Linked DNA regions of Zea mays: region 2 is linked to region 1. Evidence: chromatin contacts called from public Hi-C data. All regions are on one chromosome and are shown on one strand. The core of a region is the stretch at or near the end of the contact, and the rest is flanking DNA. Distances in the headings are between cores, read along the strand shown.

Region 1 (4,221 bases), core at 919-3,418:
GGCTTTGACATTTGTAATTTATTTATTTTTGACCTGGATAGATTAAAAAAACTAAACCTATGTTTAGATAGATATTGAAGAATCATAATTTTTAACTCCCAAAGTTATTTAGTAACTCCCTAAATCTAAGATTTAAAAAGCTAAAATTTACATAACTATTGATGTTGATCTAAGAGGGTAGCCTAGCCTCTCCTATCCTAGCATCATGCTCATGTAATGTAAGCCGTAAAGCGGCTGCTGACCTGCTACGATCACGTACGACAGTTCTCAAGTTAGAATAGAATACATCCAGAAAGCCTAATTCCTGCCATGATGCTTCCACCATGTCGCCAAAAAACTAGATATAAGTGCAAACACCGGGACACGCAAAAGGGCCTCCATGTAAGCTTCAGTAGGGGCCCCTAAAATCTCAGGCATGCCCTGTCTCTAGGTGCTCTCAGATGTCTTCTTCCTCACGAAGAACACTAGAGCTCGCCCTTGGGAGAGATTCCGTCGAGGAGAGTTCCAATGCATATCTTGGGATCGACAGGCCACCCCGGGTGTCCCTGATCGGCGGAGAGTCGAAGAGAGATGGTTGTGGCAACTAAGACTAGGTTGTATCTACTCCTAGGGCATAAATGATAAAGAAAGTAAATAGATTTATTCAATTGAAATGTATTCAGGGTTTTCAATCGGTCGTACCCCTTTATATTTGTAGAAAAGAAGGTTTGGAACTATTCCTAGGCGAGATCCAACAGATCTCATGTGATTAGATGGATAAGAATGTGCGGGATAAATATGATCGCTCGAGTTAATCTGATCATGAGTTTCGTGGATCATCCGATCCACATGGTCAGACCGTCCAGTCGTGCCCAAGTGTCAAATATGATGCTCAACGCCATTCTTTTTTCCCAATTTTCTCCAATTTATATGGTGTAAAATAACCAAACAAGACCTTGGTCACATCAAAAGCCATGGTGCAACTCGGCAATATGGTCACGCCACCATATGTGGCACGATTAATGTTGTTGTGCTAGCAATCTTGTTGGAAGGCCACCAGCCCTGGCGTGACCCAGTCACGCCATGTCGCTTGGTACTCATTTGATTGGAAGGCTTCTCTTTTGATTGTTCCGTCTTGTAACGAGAGTTGAAGATATCGTTGTACGAAAGCTGCCTTCAGTAGTTGGTAGAAATTAGAATTTCCTTGAGCATACCTTTCATCTCAAAGTATGCATTATTCTAGAAAAGAACGAAGCAATTTTCCTTGTTGATCAGTTGCCCAGAGCCCTTTTCAAAAACCATCAGCATTGTCTTAACGTCTTGTACCTTTCCAACAGTAGCCCTAAAGAAAACAGAGAATCATCCATGTTTCCTTGCCAGGTATCATTTTGGATAAACTATCAGCAAGCAATAGAAATAGATATGGTCAGAGCGATCGCCTTGGTGTGGGCCTTATGGTTTGTCATGGAATACATTGTTTATAATATTTATATTTAGAGTCTTAGATAATGTTATCATACAAAAAAATACTTTAAATTATGACTCAGCCAAAATACACCTTATTAGACCATTCTCAATACACAGCTTTATCGTACTGTTTTTAAAATGTCATATCAATATTTGTCTAGAAAACGGTGTACACGAGTTTCATCCTTATAAAAGTCTCTCGTGTCTCTTATTGTTAAACTGTATGTCGTATTATTCTGCTTGTCTACGTAGCATGTCATTTAATAAAAATAATACTCTCATAAAATGGCCACCGAGAATGTCATTCTCTTGGTTTGTCTCATTACCTATGAGGGCAGCGCTAGTAGCAGCACTAAAAGTGCATCAAGCCAAATCCAGGTCGCTGCCGTGTTCAGTTCAGGTTCAGCCGACCGAGGTGCGCCTGCCGCAAAGACGAGTACAAGAAAGTCGTCAAGGATGAAATCAATGACGAGCTGCTTTAGGTTTGCTCAGCTACGCACCACCGTAATCCATAGGTTAATTAAACTAATCATCCTTTCCAAAGCGAGCGACCCTCTCAATCATAGAGCAGTGGCCAGCATTTAGAGCGAGACGGTTGGGTTGGGTTGGGCTGGGCTGGGCTAGCCAGCCTAGCCCGTCGACTTTTCGGTACCCGTCGGCCGTCGTCAACAGCACACATGGAGACCGGCTCCTCGCTCTCTTCCTCCTCGCGTTGAACCATTCCACCCGCCTCTCTCCCCTCCTCCGCCGGGCCGCAGCTACAAAGCCCGTACGGCTTGCGTCCTCTAGCTCCGGCTCGCCGTCTCCTCCCGCTCCCCTCAGCTGCCGCCCGCCTGCTGCAAACCCCGCACATGGATGCGTCCTCGGGCGACCGCTCGTCGCCGCGGAGCCGGCAGCTGCAGGGCCCGCGCCCGCCGCGGCTCGCCGTCAGCAAGGACTCGCACAAGGTCAGGAAGCCGCCCGTCGCGCCGCAGCGGCAGCAGCACCAGCACCAGCAGCCGGCCGCGCAGCTGCAGCAGCAGCAGCACCAGTACCACCAGCAGCAGCAGCAGCAGGGGCGGCAGCCGGTCATCATCTACGACGCCTCGCCCAAGGTGATCCACACCAAGCCGGGGGACTTCATGGCGCTGGTCCAGCGCCTCACCGGCCCGGGCTCCACCTCGCAGGCCCAATTCGACGCCGCCGCCGCCGCGGCGGGGCCCTCGCACCCGGCGGCGATGGAGTTCGAGCCGCGGGAGTTCCTCCTCTCGCCCACCGCCGCGCTGTCCCCTGCAGCGCGGCTGGCCGCCATCGAGAGGTCCGTCCGCCCGCTGCCGCCGCACCACGCGCCGGCGGCCGTTCCTCCCTACTTCGGCGCCACCAACGACGACGGCTTCTTCCTGCCCGGTTCGGCGGACATGGACAGCCTCTCCGCGGCCCTCGGCCCGCCCGCCGGCCGCCCCGGCATCCTCTCGCCCGCGGCGCTCCCTCCGGCGGCCTCCACGGGGCTGTTCTCGCCGATGCCGTTCGACCCGAGCTGCCTGTCGTGGCTGAGCGAGCTGAGCCCGTTCCTCCCCTCCGCCGGCACCCGCGCCGCCGCGGCCGGGCTGCTGGACCAGGCGCCGTTCGCCCCCAGCCCGCGCAGCAGCTTGCTGCTGTCCACGCCCACCATGCCGTCGCCGGCCACCTTCTCCGTGCTGGAGTTCTTCAGCAGCCCCAACTTCCCGGACCTGTAAATCTCTAGATTATTGACCTCACAACAATTCAATTCTACTGATCGGTTCCATTCCATTACGACACTTCGCCGTTGCCGTCCGGACGTGCAGTGCTGTGCGTGCAAGCAACTCGAGAAATCATCCGTGCCTCACCGAGCAACACCCGGTTAAGTTTTACTGCAATCTCATCGCTTGTGGGTCAGTTGTTTTTTCTTCTAATAACAAATCGTAGTGTATTATTAGAGTTTTTTTTTCCGCGTCGTGTTTCGTCATTCGTGCTGGCTTGTGGGTCAGTTGCGAGAGGGCAAACAAGTTGGCATCCGCCACTGGTAGGCTGGTAGCTACTGATTCATTAATTAATTGATTGGTTAGAGTATGAATTTTCCTTCTTTTAAACAAACCTTTCTCCGTTTGCATTCGTCAAATGTACGTGGGTAGGTAGGAGGCTGCTAATGTTTTGTGCCTCTTTTTATTTCTATCGTTTTTCATTATTGTTACTAGTAGTATTAGGTGATAATATATGTTACTGGCAAGCGAAGGTGGTGATGACTGATTGTATGCATATATTCCGTACCATAGTTTGATAACCCTGGACCTGGATCCCGGGACTTGGTCTCACGTTGCGGCGAAGAAAATGTTTTATGATTTCATTTCATGGCCACAATATGGAATTAATTAGTGCCAAAACCAGCTCGACGTCAGCGAGCTTTGACTTTTTTTTCAATGGCGCGAGAGATCGGCTCTGTGACTTGCCATCGATCTGTCGATGAGTACACGCGCGCGCAAGACAGCAGAGAGCGAGTCCGCCTGGTCAGCCGACGGCGCCGGAGGCGTTTGGCGCTCGCACGGCGCCGCTCGTCGCACACCTTTCACCTTTGGTTGGTATCGACCATCCAAAGACATTTAAGATGTCTCTGACTCACCGTTCGCTCGCGACAGCTTTTTTAATAAATAGATATCCTAATCGCTATACTTCCTCCGTTCACTTATATTTGTCACTATAATATTCATGACGATCGTTTAACTAGATTTATAAAATATATTAGCAACATTTATATTTTAGAATAATTTTACTATAAAA
Region 2 (4,221 bases), core at 455-2,954, 350 kb before region 1:
AAAAATTAAACCGGGCTATGTCGAGTCTAACCCGTCGTGCCACGCTTAGGCCTAGGCACTACCCGGTGATCGGGCCAGGCCGACATTGGCTTGCGTGTTGTGCAGGGTTCGGACCGAGCCAAATCTGTGCCGACCAGCAAGTCCGACCCATCTGGACATGTATACTCATAGCTGCTGGCGCCACCACTGCCCTGCAGAGGAGGGGGATTGGGCCCGTGCCCGTTGGGGTGCGACCGTGGAGTCCGTCGCGTCCGCCATCTTCAAGTTGCAGATCTTCTAGTGCGAGTCACTACGCACGTCTATTCGTTGGGGGCTCTTTGGGGGCTCTGTGAGAATGTGGATTAGGGTTTATGGTCAAAGGATTAGCGTGGGCTAAACCCGCCGCTCCCGTAATCTCGTATATATGGCGGCGTGTGACTTCCAGCGATTAGGATAGCCCCGGCTAAGGACGCGGATTAATCAAACGGTTAGGATTAACACTACACTGATTCCTTATTAATTAACTGGCTTGCGTAGAGAATACACCTTAACACATTCCTCTCATGGAGCCATGTAGATAGCCGGCCATCATATTATACACGCACTCTGCCTGCTTGGCAGAAATAAAGCTACTGGTGTGCATGTGGGGGCGAGGTCCGGATGCCGGGAGCAGGATTAGAGCTACTGGCATGCAAGCATCCGGGCATTTGCTGGATAACAAGCCAGCCCTCGTGCTCACCCCTTTCTTTTATCTCATTCTCCAATTTTTTTTTACCCCCATGTGCAACACAGCATCCCCTCGTCTTTGACTCCCCCGAATGAGGACGGACGGCTCATCGTTGGCTTTGGGAGTTTGTGTGTGTGTGTGCCGGGGGAGGAAGGAGGGAGGGAAGCACATGCGAGGTGACGAGGTGAGCGTGCGCGTGATGGGGAGCGAGCGAGAGCTGGCAGTTCTAGAATTCGATCCGGTGGCCGGCACATGAACCGATCCAGGTGACAGCCACCATCGCAGCTGGCAGCACATGAGGAGGGAGTGACTGATGAACGGGACCAGGAGCATCAGATCAGCACGGTCGATCGACTTGTTTTGTTTCACGCTGTTGCTTTCTGCTCCTAGACGGGGTTACGCCCACGGGAACGAAGGAAAGGAAAGGAAAGGAACTCTTCAACCCGCGCGGCTTAACTGGGCTTGGCCCATCTGCTATGGTCCTTCTGGATTCAACTCAAAATCCGGCCCAACCCAGAGCAACAAGCTCTAACGGACGCTCGATCGACCTGCATGGTGCGTTACCACCAAGCGGACGACAGCTTCCACAGACTTGAACGGTCCAGCAGATTCAGAAGACTCAGGGCCCGTTTGCCTACTTCACTCGACATTTTGGATCCGAGCGAGGGGAAGAAAGACGATCGAGGAAGCACCGAAGCAGAATATATAAAAAGCGTTGGACATGCTCCTGTCTGTCATGCTACGCACATTGATCCTTAAAACTAGGCTGCAGCCTGCACTGAGTATATTTTTCTTCTTCTCAAAATACATTTTCTTCAATCAAGAACAATTTTTTCTCATCAAAGTCGAGCGTTCTCAGCAAAAGAAATATCCCAAAATCACTAAAAACCTGCTCTAGCTTGAGGTACGTGTGAGACTGCTATATTTACACATGCAGTGACTATTTACAGCAACCATCAATTCCGAATTCCCAATCGTAATCGACAACATGGCCTAGCCTAGCCCGGGACAAGCTCCCGTCCCGTCTCTCCAAAACTTCATTCGGGAGATATGGCAAAGCCGAAGCCGAAGAGGCCCGCGCCCCCGCCCCGGCGTTGGGCAGCATGCGGTCTCTGGCGACGACCCGCCTTCGCGTCGGGCGGCCTGCCGCTGGCCGCCGCCGCGTACGTGGGCGTCGACTACATGCAGCACCTGTCCCCCGTCTGGCACGGGCGGCTGCGGCCGGCGCTCTGGGCGGCGCTGGCGCTCGCCACCGCCGCGCGCGCGCCGTTCTACCGGCGCTGGGGCGCCGAGGTCCGCGCCGCCCCGCGGTTCTTCGCCGCCATGGCGTTCATGCTCGCCGCGCTGCTCTGCGAGGCCATCTCCGTCCGCTTCGTCAGCACCGTCCTCGGCCTGCAGTGGCACCGGTCAGCTCCTTTCCTTTCTCGTGACTGATGCGCGCGATGCGAAACCGATCGACCAAATATTTGAACATTTCAGAATTTTCCCTACGCAAATGCGTGATTACATTACATCCATCCATGGTGGATTGGCGACGTTGACGTTGTCTTTTAACCGCGGACTGTATTTGTCACTACTCACTACGTGTATATAATCATAGTTATTTTTATCGAAAATTTCAAAGGAGTATGGCTTGGGAAATAGTCCTAGCAAGTGAAAACTTGTCATTTTGGACGTTGGTTGTTATGGCAATGAAATCCACTGCCTTATACATAGTAGGTGCTATGGCAGCATTCGGTGCATGCCTGTATAAATACATACTCGTAGGTGCATACTTAGGTCTAGTTTATTAATCGTCCCGTGTCTTCAAATTTTATTACTTGTGCCTTGTGGTAAAGTATAGTCTAAGTAATAAGTGGTACATGTCTGTATTTAATGATTGTACTCATTCATTCGTGGATGTTCTAGGTTGAAGTTTTATATTCCTTTAAAAAACATAGGTGCAGACAAGAACTACTCCTCAACCTATAGTGATGGAGCCAGAAACAGACCATTTTTTTTGTCTTTTTTTATCATCATCTTCCCCTGTATAGTCTACATATTTCAGCGCAATAAAATAGTATGCTCATCTGAAACACTGGACTGTTCAATATATATCAGAAAAAGCTACTGACAGAGATCCACTGCTATCAACAGATCTACCGCTCCTCTTCCTGACACTGGCCAGTGGATGCTCCTAGCATTGAGCGGGAAACTTCCTCGAACAGTGGTCGATCTACTGAAAGCTCGCATCATCACCCTTCATCATTACCTGATGATGTTCATCATGTTGGCGTTTTCGGCACTGTTCGACTGCATCAGAGGTCCTGGACTCGGAATAGGCTCGAGGTATATGTTCACTATGGCAGTCGGACGTTTGCTCCGGACAGCAACATTTCTTGCCACGATCCTTCCGTCTGCTCGACCTTGGTGCGCCGAAGCTCGGTATCAGATACCTGACCATCCACACCCGTGGGCACAGAAATATTACGCTCCTTATGCTTCAGATCCAGACATGATCTCGAGGGTCATGGAGGAGGATATGCCATACGGTCAGTACATTCAGACTGTGAACTGTTGTTGTGCAATAATAGAGCTGCTGCTTTGATAGACCACTGTGAGCTCATTTTGCTTTTTCATCCTTCCTGATCATAATAGCTACTCTTCAAGATTACCCCGACGAGTACAGACCTGACTGGGGACTGATGAGTTTCTTAGTAGACATTTTGAGGCCAAGCACCGGAGAGGGGCCCTCATGGTATCATCTGCTGAGGAAATCAAGCGGTGGCTGTAATGATCTTATGTACAGTGGACATATGTTTGTTGCCGTTCTAACTGCTATGGCATGGGCGGTATGCGATGTTTTCTTCTTCTCGGCTGATTGAATTGCTCATGTCACACTCACACCTTCAAATTGCCCTTCCAATGTCACGCCCTCCTTCTGCAGCTGAAATCAGTTTTAACTGGCCAAAACAAAATTGATAGGCCTGTCAGGCTATATATAAAGTTCTATTTTATTCCTTGCAAGCTATATTAATGTGTACTGCAATGCCATATATGCTCCGAGATAATTTATAATTCATTACCTCAAAAACAAATCAATACAGTGGTGTGGTAACTGATATGCACAACAAATGCCAAGTTGCGTCGAAGACTTGACAAGAGCCTGATATTTTTTTTATTGCCTAGCTTAATTTATGTGTTCATATGTTGCTCTTGAACAAATACCATTTTAAACACATTATTCGTCTACATTTCCTCACAGGAAGCGTATGGGGGATGGAGCTCCGTTGTGATATGGTTCCTCGTCATCCACAGCGCTCAGCGGGAGGTACGGGAGCGCCACCATTACAGCGTTGACTGCGTTGTAGCAATCTACATCGGGATCCTCTTGTGGAGGATGACTGCGTTCCTGTGGTCCACGATGGAAAGCAACCGATCCAGAAGGCTTTCCAAGCTGGATGAGGTTCAGAAGAGGCTATTCCGCGCTGCAAAGGATTCCGACGTCTTGGAGATAAGGAGCCTGCTAAATGAAG

Evidence for each region. Hi-C and Micro-C count contacts between places; a contact is called where the count stands out from the background.
Region 2: a contact with region 1 is called in a Hi-C map of bundle sheath, with 2.8 times the contacts expected there. The contact joins the promoter of LOC103654181 here to the promoter of LOC100384130 in region 1. A contact is called at or near these places in 7 of 25 Hi-C or Micro-C datasets (bundle sheath, ear, endosperm and 3 more).

What each region holds. Positions count from the first base shown.
Region 1 is chr5:174,192,001-174,196,221 of Zm-B73-REFERENCE-NAM-5.0, reverse strand. LOC100384130 reads left to right here and starts at 2,168. Exons shown (of 1, transcript NM_001176712.2): 1 at 2,168-3,671. The coding sequence starts at 2,298. The coding sequence ends at 3,161.
Region 2 is chr5:174,544,841-174,549,061 of Zm-B73-REFERENCE-NAM-5.0, reverse strand. LOC103654181 reads left to right here and starts at 1,704. Exons shown (of 4, transcript XM_008681009.3): 1 at 1,704-2,112; 2 at 2,843-3,237; 3 at 3,344-3,537; 4 at 3,951-4,221. The coding sequence starts at 1,757.